2 separate regions of the Anas platyrhynchos genome follow, and region 2 is linked to region 1. A link is a contact called in public Hi-C data. All regions are on one chromosome and are shown on one strand. The core of a region is the stretch at or near the end of the contact, and the rest is flanking DNA. Distances in the headings are between cores, read along the strand shown. Region 1 overlaps NME7 (NME/NM23 family member 7). Region 2 has its middle 55 kb from the start of DPT.

Evidence for each region. Hi-C and Micro-C count contacts between places; a contact is called where the count stands out from the background.
Region 2: a contact with region 1 is called in a Hi-C map of liver, with 5 times the contacts expected there. The contact joins two enhancer-like sites. A contact is called at or near these places in 2 of 8 Hi-C or Micro-C datasets (liver and subcutaneous adipose tissue).

The regions. Positions count from the first base shown.
Region 1 is chr1:88,196,861-88,204,545 of IASCAAS_PekinDuck_T2T, reverse strand. NME7 (NME/NM23 family member 7) reads right to left here. Exons shown (of 13, transcript XR_011812620.1): 2 at 2,989-3,096. Among named protein-coding and RNA genes, the nearest start is that of BLZF1, 17 kb to the right of the region's middle. Within about 2 kb of position 4,500, at least 5 of the 8 cell types and tissues checked have an H3K27ac peak or open chromatin away from gene starts, as enhancers often do.
Region 2 is chr1:88,348,568-88,356,252 of IASCAAS_PekinDuck_T2T, reverse strand. No RefSeq gene overlaps it. Among named protein-coding and RNA genes, the nearest start is that of DPT, 55 kb to the left of the region's middle. Within about 2 kb of position 2,617, at least 2 of the 8 cell types and tissues checked have an H3K27ac peak or open chromatin away from gene starts, as enhancers often do.

The DNA of each region.
Region 1 (7,685 bases), core at 3,251-5,750:
AGCTTTGTATCATCTTTCTCAGCAAGTAGCAAGACAGTAATGTGCAGTTTTCTGGATGGGCTGGCAAAGCACAAAAGAGAACCTGATGAACACACTCTTCTCTGCTCCATGTCAATATTACAGATCCCTTCAGTTTCCTGGAGAAATGGAATCCTATGAAAGGAAAATTTTTGTCCTCTTCAGGCTAAACTTCCCCTTTTCTGTTCTTCATTTATGTGTACTGTCCTCCATTGCAATGGTATACAAACTAGAACAGCATTAAAAGAAAACTTCATTCCTGTAAGCCTCGGAGAAAAAAATAAATCAGTAAAATTACATACTCCATGTTCTGAAATGTTTGAATTCATCTCCTGTTTTAGGCTTGAGCTAGATGAATTGTGAGCTTTTCCAGAACAGCTAAAACTTTGGAGATCAGAGAATATAAGTTATTTGGATGCTTCCTTCTGCTGAGGCAGAATTACAAGGAAGAATCCTTCCCTGCTGAAATATATTCAACCCTCCCCAATCCTACTGCGTGCCCTTCAGTTACAAACATAGGGGTAAATGAAACAATAACATACTGGGAAAAAAAAATCACTTGAATTCAGCTACTTGTTTTTTCCTAGACTTGGCCAGGAATCCTATTAACTGAATTGAACATAAAAATTCTTCAACATCTTGACTAAAAATCTGAACATTTCCTTGGTTATTTCACTAACAGTTGCTAGAAAGGCACCCTCCCCAGCTTTTTCTTTCTTCTCAAGCAGAAGATGAAGATAGGAAGAGAAACAAGAGAGATATCTATCTGTGTTTAACAATTCTTTAGAATGGAATTTTGGATCTGTTTAAAATACCTTTTTATAAGGCAAATTATAAACTGCAACAGAAGAGATGTGAGACAAATTTGATTGTTTTTTCACCCTTCTCTCATGTACATGCACAGGTTAATTATCCAAAATAAAATAGTTCTCTGCTATAAGTACATGTTCATTTTAAAGACTTCTCTCTTTTTCGAAAATCTTCTGTAGAAAGAAAAGTTGTTCAGCCTTTAGGAATTTCCTATGAGAGTTATTAACTACAGAAAACTTGGGACAGTTGGGCACATCTCTGTCAAGGCATCCAGTCTGATCACAACAGTTGCTTGCTGTTCTTGGACAAAAACCTGTGTTGTTTTCTAATGGCTGCAAGGCAAGCTGGAAACTTGTCATGTTATTCCCACTGCAATTTTCCTTTCCAGGATCAACCAAGATATGAAGAACTAAAAAAGAAAATAAAAGCTGAGGATTTGACATAACATAAGCCTTCAATTGCTCCATTCCACCCTCAGCTGAGGTGTGTGATAAAGAAGAGCTATCACTGCAACAGTAGGAAAGGTGATCTATCAGTATCTCTCTTAAGCAGGGAGAAGCAGGCTCACATCCATTACCTCCCTTCTCCTAAAGCATGTTAGAGGTAAGGGTGGGCAGTCATCATCTCTTGGGAAGACACCAAAAGATGCAGAAGAATTTGACAGTAATGAAGAAAGACTCATCAAATTTCAGAGAAACTGAAAAGAACAAAAAAAAAAAAAGAAAAAAAAAAGACCCAGAAGGGAAGAAGGCAATCCTAAATTTAATCATTGTCCACAAACTCACACAAAAATTCTTTCTATAGAGGTGTTACAAGTATTTTTGCTTTTTTAATGGTTGTCTTGATCATACGAAGTCTGTGTACTCATGACTGTGAACACACAGTACTCTCTTAACATGAGAGCACAATAGCAAAATGCTGCTCTACCAAGTCAAAAATGTTTGATGCAGAAAGTGTTAAGACAGCTCAAGAACACCTTGAAAGCTCTTGGTTTTGAGACATCTAGGTGAAATGAACAACAATTTTGTCAGCCTACACATGGTTGTGTAGGAAGATTATTACGGCTCCTGACTGATTAGCTAAACTGTCTCTGGGAAAAAAAAATCTTCACATTTTGACAGCTGTGCACACAGACATCATACAAATAACTAACTTAAAAGGGACAACATCATGGTAGAGTTTGTTTGAAGAGACTATCAGTAAAAAGTGCAAAGTGCATCTCCTCACTCTGATGGGTACCATGGTTTCAGTACGCAACTGTTTGGGTGAGAAAAGGCACATTTTGTTAGTTTTCTTATTTCTGATTTCTGCATTTGATACTTACAGCAGGAAAACAAAAATTTCATAATGAAATTTAGAAGTGTGAATTTCCAAACCTAGTCTACTCTCAGACCTTTAGATCACCATTAAAAATCAGAAAAGACTAGTCAAAACCATTCACCCATTCCTAAAAGGGAGCACAAAGAATTGGCTGTTTTACTAGGATAATCTGTACTATCCATACTTCATCTTTATATATGTGCCTGCTTCTGCAACATCCTTGTTTTAACCTATTAATAAACAAAGGGGATTTGTTGTATGAACCATAAGTCAAAAAGCAAGCACCACTGATGAAAAGATTTGGATCCCACTGTCTGAAATATCCTTCTTTGCTTTAAAACCAAAATAAGAGTAGTTTGCTTTAAAACCAAATTAAGAGTAGTTTACCATTTCTTCTGTTTTGATAACTTTTTTTTTTCTTTTTTTTCTTTTTTTTTTTAACATTTTACTCTTCAGAGACTTCTGGAATTTCAGCTGAAGCTTATTTCCCTGCTTGGAATTAGCTTCAATTTGTGTTTCTCATGCAGTAGGTTAGCACAAATTAGTTCCAATACTAAAACCCAAGTAGAGACTGAATGAAAACAGATTTGTGAAAATGAATCTCTCCACGCCAAAATAAGATTTAAGGTAAAAATCATTAACATGGAAGCTCTTCCACGTGCTCCACTGTGACCTAGTGTTTTTGCTTTTTGTTTGGTTTTAGAAACAGAGCAAGGTACATCTTAAATTACATTTTCATTACCTGGAAAATTAATTGGCATAGGTAGTGGCCTTCCATTTTACAGACTGTTTAATTGGATATTGTACTTATAATAACTGATATTTTTCTTTTATTCTTACCATTTCAACTGATCCATCCTTTGGATAATAGAGAAGCTCATAACGCCGAAAGAGTGAAGCATTTGGGTCATACCATTCAGCAGTGAAAGCGTATCTATCATCTTGACTCTGAAACAAAAATGGGAGGGCTATCAGAGCAACCATACATGTTTTTAAATATACAAATAGCAATAACAGTAATAGTAATAATAATAATTAATAATAAACTTCCTTGCATCTGCTATCAGAAAAATCAAAAAATTCATTAGTAAATGCATAGCCTGCACAACTTCATCTACTTAACACAGCTGGTGACATCTTTTCACTTGTCAACTCTCATCTTTCAAGTATGAGAAAAACAATATGGCAGTTTTCCAGGCAATCTCAAATCTTATTCTGATTTCATCACCCATTAAATCTGAATTATTGTAGCAGTTCTTGTTAGACTTCCTAATTTTGTGAAATTGAGGCAGGTATCTGATGTGCTTTGGTATGTTAAAAAAAGTGTGTTTGCTCACAATGAAAATACTGAATTTTAACATGTTTCCCACACAACTGTCAGGAAAACACTTTCCTCTTCCTGACCAGTGATACCTGAACTTCTGTTAATGCTGAGATAAACATATTCAAGCTAAGGACATTAGTTCAATTCACTACTTAAATGCCTGAAATTTACATAAAGCACAAGCAACCTGATCTCATTTACACCACCTCATTTTCTGCCATTACAGAGTGTGACCTGAAAGGTAGACTGCAATAATTATGAAACTGTAGCTACATGCTTAGCTTGTCTCCACTCATCCTTCGGGGAAGCAAGCACAAAGGCGATGCAGTGCGCATGGACGTGCAGCTCCAGCACCTCTTAGTGGTGTGTGTTTGGTAGCTATTGGTCCTACAATACCAGTTGTTTGAGAGCTGCTAGATGGAGCTCTACGTTTTTATTTTCCATAGCCTTGCTAAATCTGATTGCTACTCCTGAGGGCAATAATGGTCTCATCACAGGCTTCCACTCTTTAGAGGTACCTGCACTCTCTTATCTTAAACATTTAGGTACAACTGGGAGTTGAAGTTGCAGCCAAGTAGGCTTTTTTTGTCCTTCAGATTTTAGAAAACAGCAGTATTTCAGTTGTTTCAAAGACAGCCCACTAAGCAACCAGACAGAAGGAATTCCCACGGGCTTCAATGCCTACTCCAGAACATCAGAAGGTAAAGAATCGTAATCACTTCTGTGGTGAGTGGAAGCCTACAGACATTAAGCCAAACAAATCCGCGATCTTGCTTTTGTTGTCAGTGCAGCTTTTCTTTCAACATCTTCAGCTTAAAACTGACATAAGAGCTTTTGCAGGTTAAAGACTCAACAGAAGCAGCGATGGGTAAGAATGAGATAAAAAAGAACAATTTCAGGATTTCACAGTGTGACGAATACGTATGTCTGGTCAGTTAATGGCGTTGAGATGAGTTCCCCACCCTACTGTCAGCCCTTACGGTGCCCTCCACTGCAAAACAAAGACATGACTGTAACACAGGGAGACTTGCATGGTGGGGGCAGCACAGCCTTATCTCTGTGCTACACACTACAGCCTTGGACATTACTTAAACATATGTTTTAGGTGCAGCATCCTGCACAAAAACTCCCGGAGGACTTAGCCTCGTTTCAGGCCCTTATTCACACTAGTCCTGCTCGTGTCTTCATTGCTACCACCATCGTTCTAGACACATGTAAGCCAGAACAAACACCTTCCTACGTGAAAACTCACACCTTAGTTTTCCCATATAGGCATGTCACTGGCAATAAACAACATGGAGGGCTGACAGATTATAGTAAATGACAAATTTTGCCCTTGATCTTAAATACACTCCTACTGCTGGAAGACAAGACAAAGCATTTGACTGATGAATTTGACCACCATCTGATCAAGGATGCATGGTACACACAACCACTTTGAGGCAGCTGTCTACCACAGAAGTTTTCTGAAAAGAAAAAAAAAGCTACTGACATATGAAATAAATGAAGATGCACTCCTCATAACACCAAGACCGATACAATTGTATTTACGTTACCAATTTTATATTATAGCATCACTTTCAAACATGTTTGCTAGGTAGCAATTGACAGAGAATCTACTAATTTTCATTTATGCAAAAATTTGGAAATATCCAAATGTTTACTTGTCTCAGGCAAGTAACACATTTAGATGAACAAGCAATGAACAAGTGTTTAGATTTTTCATTTAGTCACCAGTATCTTCGCATTTGTAGTGAGGAACTGCATGGTGTCTTGTCTGTTGAGGAATTGGCCTGCTTTTTTTTAAAAAATTTTATTTCTTTTAACATATCCTTGGTTTTAAGATGCATTCAAAATTCATTTTCTGAGACCTTACCCAACGTCTGAGCTATTCACATTTGCTATTTAGCAAGCTCTTCTGGCCACTGCTTTTTATTTAGCCGAATGGCAGAAATGACCACTCTGTATTATCTTCTTTTAGGATGGCAAGCAAGCCCAAGGTAATAAAGGCTGCTTAGACTCGGAAAGCACTGCTGAGCTAACCCCCAAATGCCCAGTAATGGAATCAGTTAGCAGGTAAATTGGAATTGGTTATTATTTTCTATCTGGAAAACACACAGAGCTAACAGTTTTCTAAAACGATCAAAATTAAATCTGTAAAGCTGGGCCATAACTAGAATTTTCTCTGCTTTACAGACATAAAAATATCACAATAAGTCATTTTTAAGTGCAGAGAACCGTATCAGAAGAAAGCTTACAAGCTTTAGGAAAACATTAGAAAAATAACTGAAACAGATTACATTTGTGAACAGGTAGATTGTTCCATACTGCAACATGAAGAAATTCAATATTAAAAGCAACCTGCGGACTCTGCCAAGCAAGTACAATGTAAAACATGACAGGACTGCAATTTCACTATTCGAGATTCATACGGACAGCCTTAGAACTGACAGAAGGCAGTCCAGAATGCAATCACGAAATGCAATAATGCAAACACATTCAGATGAGCCCTTCCCAGGCATCACTGTAAAACTGCCACTCCAACTCATCAAAGACATCAACCGATTTCAAATTGTATGCTTTAAAAATTGACTACATACTAGACTTATAATAAATCCTTTTAAATGAGAAGTGAGCCTTTTGTTTAGTTACGTAATGCCATAGGATTTCAAAGGCAAATACCAAACACAAACATCTGTCCACTTCCCATCACATACTATAAGGACTGCAATAGAATATAAAGCCTTCACAACCCTGAAATTATCTTTTACAAATATTTACTTTCATCTTCCTTTCAAGTGCACAATCCCCATAACTGCTATGGCAGACAACTTTCCTATGTACTCTTCCATGAGTGTGTCCCAGGCTGCCACGTGGAAAGGAGTCTCAGAGACAGGCAGGTGCTATGGGAAACGTGCTGGGGCTGCTCCTTGCCTTCTGCTCCTCCTCCTAAGAAAGGCAACTTGTAGAGAAAACACATGTACAGAACAGGGTGATCAGAGACCGGAGGGGATCTGCCAGGTGGTGTCCTGCTCAGTGCACCAGAGGGGAAACGGCTGACGTGGTTAGGGATCAGTGAAATCAAGCTCAAATAGCAACAAATCAAGTCAACTTACGAATACCTTATAACTCCAAAAAAATTCCCCTTAAAACATTATTTCCATTCCTTTCTGTATCTGCACCCTCATCACAATTACACACAGCCTCTTCGATCACGACCACACTATTAACCAAGCAATACCTACTGAGACAGAAATAATTTTCCTTACGCTTTTCACATCAGTGGAAAAATTACCAGCATTAGAAAACCCAGCAGTGACTGTCTGCTTTATATTCATATACTGATAGTTTCAGGGTTGCTGTCTTTAGTTCAGTTTTCGCAGTCCCTTTCTATGGTAATATCCAGGGCCACTGAAATCAGCGATCTCAGTTCACCTACTGCGAAGACAAAAAGAATAATATTTCTCTTTATTCCTTCTTTCGCAAGCTGCAGGGAAAAGCATTTGGATCTATGTGTAGGTTTTGCTAGCTTAGGCTTTTTGTTTATCCTTCTATGTGTGAATATGCAGTAGGAGTATGTATTCTATGGCTCTGTGCACAGGAGAAACATGTATTGAAGTACAGCTGAATAAAAAAAAAATCAAATATTGTACTTAGTTCTGAAAGTGATGGGAGTAGCAGGCACTCTGCTAGCATGGAGCTAAGTTCTGGAAGCTAAATCTAAGCATTTCTGACAGAACTGTGCTCATAAAAAACTCTGCAGCAGGGAGAAACAGTTTGTCTGGAAGGTGGCTGCCAAGGAAGCTCATAACCAGAAAGCAGAGCGCTTGGTAAGCTGGGCAGGAAATGATCTCTTGTCCTGGAAAGCTCACAGATTTCCAAAGGGCTTCTGTTCTGCAGTAAAACAAAAGCAGATCTTCCAAAGCTTCTCATGAGAAACAAGAGTGGTGGAAAAGCAGCTCAGGGAGTAAAGAGGTTGCACGGGAAGGTGGAAGAACAATTTTATCACCCTGCTTTGAGTTAGGCAGAACATGCAGCTGGTAACACACAGTTATCCCAACCTCAAGGTCCTTCCTGAGTACCACTGCTGTTCTAGGATGAGCATCTCTGTCCTCTCCCTCTAGTTTTGACTAGAAATTTCATCCTAGACATGAAATCCGTCTCTTACAATGGAGTAAACAGGAAATCCATGTTTTAGGCCATTTGTAATTTC
Region 2 (7,685 bases), core at 1,368-3,867, 150 kb before region 1:
GGGCAGCAGGCTGACAGATCTGTGTTGGTATGCATGTATGTCACTACATACTGGAGAGCTAAAGGCAGGTAAGGAGTATTACTACATCTCATGTGAGTTAAATACAGCCACAGAGCAAAGGTGCTTAACACTACTGACTGTCTAATGGCATTTCATTAGCACCATGCTTTTGAAATAAGTTTACCTTTTATGGATGACAGGACAAATTTACACCATTTCTTGTATTTTGCTCAGAGACTGGCCTCTCGTAGAGAAAGGACCATGCAGTAGATGAATCTTGCATGAACTGATCACCACAAAAGACTATCAAAGATAAAGGGTTCTGTAGTCCATTACCATTCTTCTGAATCTTTCATGTTATTAATCTCATTATAATGCCTCTTTTCAACAGGAAGCTATCAAATGGATCCCAAGAATGTGGACATTCTGACCCAGCTCATTCAGATTCACTTATCTCACAATAAAAAGCCTAGCTGGAATACGCCAGCTGTACAGAAGAAGATAAATAGTTCAGATGTCTATTTGGAACCACTGTAAGTAGATCTTTTCTCTCCAGTAATGTAATTTTATCTTGCTGTATCTAATTGCAGGTAATTGTTGACTCTAACTATGAGGTTGCTCTGTTTTCTGCTTTAATAATGTCTCTAAAGCCTGAAGCTACGAGAAGAATCAAGATTATTTTAAATTGTTTCTTAATGCTTTCAGGGATTTCAGTAGCTCAGAACTATAGTATCTTCTTTTATGGAAAAGAAGTTCTGAAGCCTGCTGTAAGATGAGAAAGTTCATGAATCGGTTCAGTAGTCAACCCTGACATGTGAGACAGAGGCTGAACTATCCAAGTGTTCTCTTAACCAGATCACAACCAGAAGCCATTTTTGATTCTCCTAAAATGTAGAGTTGTGATATGATGCTTCTGTTTCTGTGAAATGTCACTGATTTACATGTGATTTGCATAAGAATATCTGTTTGGGGCAGCAGAATAACTAGTTGCTGTGCACTGTTAAAGCATATCGGTGGCTTTATATTAATGGCCAGTGTAACACCTGGAACTTGACTTGGGACGCTCCTTTCCAGCCACAGTCCTCCCATGCTTGAGTAAGAGCTGCCTCTCCATTCAGCTGTAGGTGTCTGTTCCATTTGTAGCTATCCCTGTCTTTTACATTCTTCAGCAAATTTGATCCCTGCACTAGAGGGCAGTCAGAGTCAGCTGCACCAGCTGGTAGGTACATCACAGGAGCCCCAGGAAAAGTGGAAAAATCTGTGAGCAGAAGGGGCTCCCAAGTCTCAGGCCTTGCCTTTTGGTCTTTCATCCTCTTAGTATTAGCCATCTGCAAGGGCCAGAAATGAGCAGTGCACACACTGTTGTTTCTAATCATGAATGAGAAACTGAAGTGTAGTGGCTGGATCCTTCTTCTGAAGGCATTTATGCAAGTCAGTCCCTCTTCCTTGGCTGTTCTTAAACCCAACTTGGCATGTACTGGGTATTTCTTAGGCCCACCTCATAAATTTTGTATGTAGTTAAACCAGAATGAAAATAACTGGATAGTAATGAAATGCTATAAAAATTGATGGATGACAGAGTTCCAGTGGGACGGGATTTGGAAGGTTACCATTGATTTCAAAAGACATCTATGTGGCTGGGTTTGTCTAGAAATTCAGGGTGATATGTCTACATAGTCTTTATACCACTGTACAAGCCATCAAAACATTCCTGGCTCCTCCAAAGCTTTGTGCTATTCATAGATCCAATTGACTTGCTCCACATCACGTTCCTGAATGGTAAAGTTCACTTGTTTGGAGGGTCCTGCAACATTTCAAATCCCGTTTGAATTGTAAGACACTGAGAGTATCCATTCCCTCACTTGCTTTCTCCCCGGGCTGGATGAATGTGTCTGGCTTCTGGCTGCAGGTTGGCAGGGGCCCTTGGGCTGTGCCCTGTGGTGTGTGGCATGCAAGGGCATGGTGGGTCCTTTTAGGCAGAGAGTGAGCTCCCAAGGGACAGGACTCCCACGGGATAGAGTTCCCGTGAGATTTGGAAAGGAAAGCCATCGTGACTGGAAGCATATGTGAAACACAGAGAGATGGACTTTGATGGCAGTAGGTCTAGGACACTAACTAGCCATTTTATTTAGGAGAAAATAATTTTTCTCCTTCATAGCTAGCACTGCATTGTCTGTGGTGGTATGAGTTTGCCTCTTGAGAAGTAGGTATTGCCTGCTGCCTTGGAAAAGATATTAGACATTGTGGTTGCTGATGCCAGCCTGGCCTTGCAGACCTTGCAACGTGTTGAAGGGAGAACCCTGGCAGCCACCTGCTTGGAAATTCCTGCCCTCGCGTGCAGACAGATTCACAGCGCTGCAAGCGTGAGGAAAGCATATCGAAATAGGAACCTGATGCAAATACCATGCTGATGAGTGAATAGCAAATTTTAATAAGGAGCAGTCCTCTTTGCAGACCAGCCCCAAATAGATTTTGAGTAAAGGCTGTTCTTTTTCCATCAGAAAGCTTTCCAAAGGTAGGGAAACACACAGCTCTGTTACCAGCTCTGGTGATGTACCGTGCCACCAAGCTCTGTTAGTGAATCTTCCTCCTCTTGCACCCTGCATGACCTGCTCAGGGCAGTCCCTAGCCCGGTAGCAGCCAGACCATTTTTTTTAACATCTGCAGTCAACAACCTTTTGTTTTGGCTTGCTGCTGCTGCTCATGGCTCTGTCACCGCAAACACAGGCACAAGCATTAGCAAAGCAGAGCCCCATATGGAGGTGATAGTTTGCATCTGGAATTGATCCAGGTTGATTAAGTCTTCCTTCTCCCTTCACATGCTTAAGCAGGAACCAGGAAATATCTTCAAGGTATTTTTTTTTCTAATTCCTGCTTATTCTTTTCATAAAGGACTGGCAATCTGTAAACATCCCCAAAGCATAAGGTGTGTTCTAAGTATTTGCTTTCTCAGGTTTCAGGTCTGTTTACACTATGATAAGACCAAATAAATGAAGGGCAATAGTAGCATCTCTCTGCTTTGTTTTCTGGCTGGCATTTCCAGTCTGGTCTGGAACAGCTGAACTCAGGGATTCCCACTGTTGTCAAAAGATGAATATGCTCAGGGCCAGTCCTGCGTTTCTTTTATTTTGCATGCCCTGAACTCCCACCAGTTTCACTGGATGCTGACACTTCTTGCCAATGGCAGCATCAGATCTGCCAGCAGGAATCTTCTGTGTTGAGGCTGGAGGAGATTTCTATCACATTTCCATGTGCTGAGTGTAATCCTTTTGCTGCAGAATGAGGACATAGGGAGTACAAGATCCTGCCATTTTGATTTCGTAGTACTTCACAACACCTTTATACTCGCCATTTCTGCAGGGGACTGTATGGGATGCAGGGCAATAAGGAGAATCGCCAGAGCATTAGGAAGTGTTTGTCTTGGTCACTGAGTCTTAATAGCTCTCAGGCATGAACAAATCAGTCCTAAGAAGATAAACCAAATTGTTCTTTTTTATTATTATTTTATTTTTTTATTTTTTATTTTTTCCTTTTATTTTTTCTTTTTTTCCTTTTCCTTTTCCTTTTTCCTTTTTCCTTTTCCTTCTCCCTCTCCTTCTCCTTTCCCCATTTTGCTTTTTTCCTTTTCCATTTCTCTTTCCTTCTCTTTCTCCTTTCTCCTTCTCTCACTCTGCCTCCCTTTCTCCTCCTTTTCTTTCTCCTTGTCCTTTTCTTTCTCCTTTTCCATCTCATCCTTTTTTAATCTCCTCTCCTTTGAGAACCAAAATTTCTTTTAACCTTCCCTTCCAAATTTTCAGACAGCTCTGGCCTCAAACAGGAGCTTGTATACCAAATGAGAGAGGTGTATACCCATGAGAGAGGTCTATTCTTACTGTATTTCTGGCCTGTTTTTACTATCAAGAGAGATGGATGCCCTCTGATATATAGGGTGCTATCTAGAGTTTTGGACTTTTCCCCTGTCCCCTGTGGCACTTGTCCAGAACACATGCTCTCAGGTACTTGTCCACATACAAGGGGAAGAAAAGTCACTACAGAGGTGAGCTGCTGTCAGAATGGAGAGCAGAAGGGTGGGAGATATCATACAGCATATGATATAAAAAGAGCATGTCATAAAATGACCACCTGAAAGGCCCTAAGAGTAATGGACAAAGTGACTGAACTTGCTCACGCTTCAGGTCTGTTTTTTTCCTAAGGTACGTTACCTTTTTGAGGCATTTTTCCTTACAGTATTGTTAGTAGACTAGGCACTTGATTTATGAATAAGAAATTGGAAGACTGAAAGAGAGATAAAGGAGACGTTTGCTCCACAGCACACAGACGGTAGGGCTATTCCCAAGGAGAAAATGCTGGTTGTAGAGATGGACCTAGGTCACTTGTAAATGAGGCACCAGGTACTCTACAGTACCATTCCATCCACCTGGCGCTGACAATGAATCCCTATGTAGCTGTGTCTTTTTCTGTAGCTTTTGGCCTTAAAACTGGCTTGGTCTCATCTGTGCAGACTGAGGTCAAAGATGTGATTTGGGTTGTGAAAGAAATGGCAGACGGGAGAACTGAAGTACGCTCCTGGGTGCTCCACACCAGTGTACCATGTCCTCTTAGCAGGAACACAGGGGGAGCTTCTCACGGCACTGTGCCTGGCCCTGCAGAAAAGCAGAGCTTTCCTCTTCACCAGAGCTCTCAGTCTGTCACCTCACACCAACAGTGCAAGATATCGTTTTGGGAGCACAGAGACATAGGCCTCTGTCCCCGAAGTTTACAAAGAAATTAAATGTGTCTTTAAAAAAATGTTGACAGTCCTACAGTCATCTAAAATCCCTAGTGGATCTAAATCAAGTCTTCTACATAAACCTTGTTAAAGGCTCTGCAAATCAAATCCTGCCTCCTTGGAGCTTTTCCCCATAGATTTTGGTGTGCTTCAACGGGTATGGCTAAGCTGAAAGGCAAGCGTGATGGTGATGATACCCAGGGAGGGAGGAAAATCCAGTGTATTGCCTTCATACTGCAGAATATATGCAGGCAAGGGCAGAAGGGATGGGGGAGCGACAAACCCCACTGTGTTTCAGTGAAGTCAGAAGAGTTGCTGGAGAACCATTTCCATGGCAGCAGTTCAGTTGAGTTAGTAGTATTTTTACATAACAGTTTTTCAGACTAAAGCTGCAGTTCAAAAAGAAAAAAAAACAAAACAAAAAACACTTAATAATAATCTGTGGGTTTAAAGCAAGATATATTTCACTTCTGTTGTCTCCTTTTCCTTTCTTTTTTTCCTTGAGAAAAATGTCTTATGGAAATTATACGTGTCAATTCGACGCAGGAGTACATAAAATGAGAAAACTTTTCAGTAATTTTTCTCCTCCTGTTTTAGAAGTTGATTCAGGCCTGTAAACAGATGCATTCTTCACTGCATTAGCAGTTTATTCCATTTTTAATCAGCCACATGATGCTATCCAAATATCATTTAACCTATAATCGTCTTTTGTCCAGAAGCCCAAATATTTGTATTGCTAGTAAGAACTCATTAAGGTAGCATTCTCCAGTTTTTATTTTTTTTCTGAATGCTGCCAAGAGGTTAAGTTACAGTAAATTCAGAGATTTGAAAGGCTACAGCCCGAGTACTGTCCTTAACTATAAAATAACTGTTCTGGGAACTAACTATGCAGTTAGTAAAATTACATATTTCTGGTAACAGCAGGTCCAGTCTGGTTCAAAGTCAATATGCCTGGTGATGTACAATAGCATAGGCTATATGGAAGTTCCTCTTTGAGGGCAAGCATAGACTCATAGAATCCTAGGATCATTAGGGTTGGAAAAGCCTTCCAGGATCATCTGGTCCAAGCATCCCCCTACCACCAATGTCACCCACTAAACCATGTCCCTAAGCACCACGTCCAACCTTTCCTTGAACAGCCCCAGGGGCAGTGACTCCACCACCTCTCTGGGCAACCCGTCCCAGTGCCTGACTGCTCTTTCTGAGAAGAAATGTCTCCTTGTTTCCAACCAGAACCTCTCCAAGCATGATCACCTCCAAGCAAAAACATGAAAAATCCTTGAAGGTATGCACTGTACATGGTGTTGCTAGGAATGCTGCTTTCCTAAAAAGCTAATCTTTTATTAAAGCAAGAAGTTTGCTTTATTCATCACTAAGAGACTGCGGCAACGTGCAAGGCGAGGGCAGGGCTGCATTCTAACAAGCCTGACCTGGCACAGCTGAAGGGAAGGCCAGGAAGAATGCTCCTTGCATGGCAATCTGGAATTGTGCTTACAAGCAAATATTCTGGTACCATGGACATTTCAGGTCTGAAATACATGCGTAGCCTTTAGATCAAAGGATCCCTAAGTGGTTTATTATGCTGATCTATCTAATAATATTGTGCAAACTCCAAAGTACCAGTATTTGGTAAACATTCACTTACCCACCTCTGATATGGAGCAATTGCAGGAATCAATCGTAGTTACTCTCTAACAGCATGCAACAAATGAAGCAGTGATTTGTGGCTAGAGGGAGGGAAGCCCTTATTCATTCATATGACAGGACAAAGTCTTGTAGCTGATGCCCTTGCCGTAATTTTATGTGCTCTTACTTTGATCTTACAAAGCAGCAGAGATTGAATGCCAGGCTAGGGGCAAGGACTTGAGTCCTGCTTGGTTGCCAGCATTGCCTGGGGGAGCTTGCAGGGGGGTGCGCAAGCACTGACCCAGCATGAGGAGTCCAGGGGCAGCTGAGTTCTCCTTGGGGTGTCCAAGAGAGTGACCGGGGGGAGCAGGCCTTCAGTTTTGGGTGGGTGGGTTTGGAGGAGTGGCAAAGGGGAGGGTGAAGGGGTCCAGGTTTTTGGAAGACACTTGATGCCTCCTCGCTCCACTTCTGCCTTGTGTTGCATAGGCAGCTGTGCGGGCAGCACCAGGTGCTTCAACACTTCCACCAGGGTCTGCAAGTTTTGGCTGCAGGGTACCCTCAAGTGTCTGGCACTGCGTGTGTGTACACAGTGCCCAGTTGTTGCTCAGGCTGGGGAGCAGTATCAGCTGCATCAGATGGAGCTGGTCTGGAAATGTCACTGCCAGGTTAGCCACTATTGACTATATCAACACACGAGGTGGTACAACAAATGGCTGGATGTTTGTCACGGCAGGTGGCTGCAGAAGACTAGGAAGGGCAGCAGGCTCACTACAGGACAGGGCAGCGTGATCTTAAGAAGGCGGAGATACAGCATGAAACTAGTACAGGAAGAGGAAAACTCCCTGAAGTCTTACAGACTTACCATTTATGGCTTACTGGTATTGCAGTGCTTTGATGGCACCCGAATAGTAAAAGGTTCAAATGATGTTCTCCGATGTTCAGCAACAATACTGCAGGTCAGCCAGAATCACCTTCTTTTTTCTCTGCAGGCGTGGCAGAGCAGAATGACAGAATGACAGTTTTTCCTACAGAAAAAAAAAAAAAAAAAAAAAAAAAAAGGAATTAAGCTGTTAGAGCTAGGGTGATTTTTTCTCTAGGTGTGGCTGGGTTCCGGTTGGTTGTTTTTTCCTCCATGCCAAGCTTTTTTAAGTTTTGTATTATTTTAGTTAAACACGTTACTATTTCAGTCTCTCATGAGCCCAAATCACTGACCTAATACATCTTCTGAGATAAAATACATTCTTTGATACAAGAAAGGTTGTGTCAGTTTAAAAAATAAAACACGTTCTCA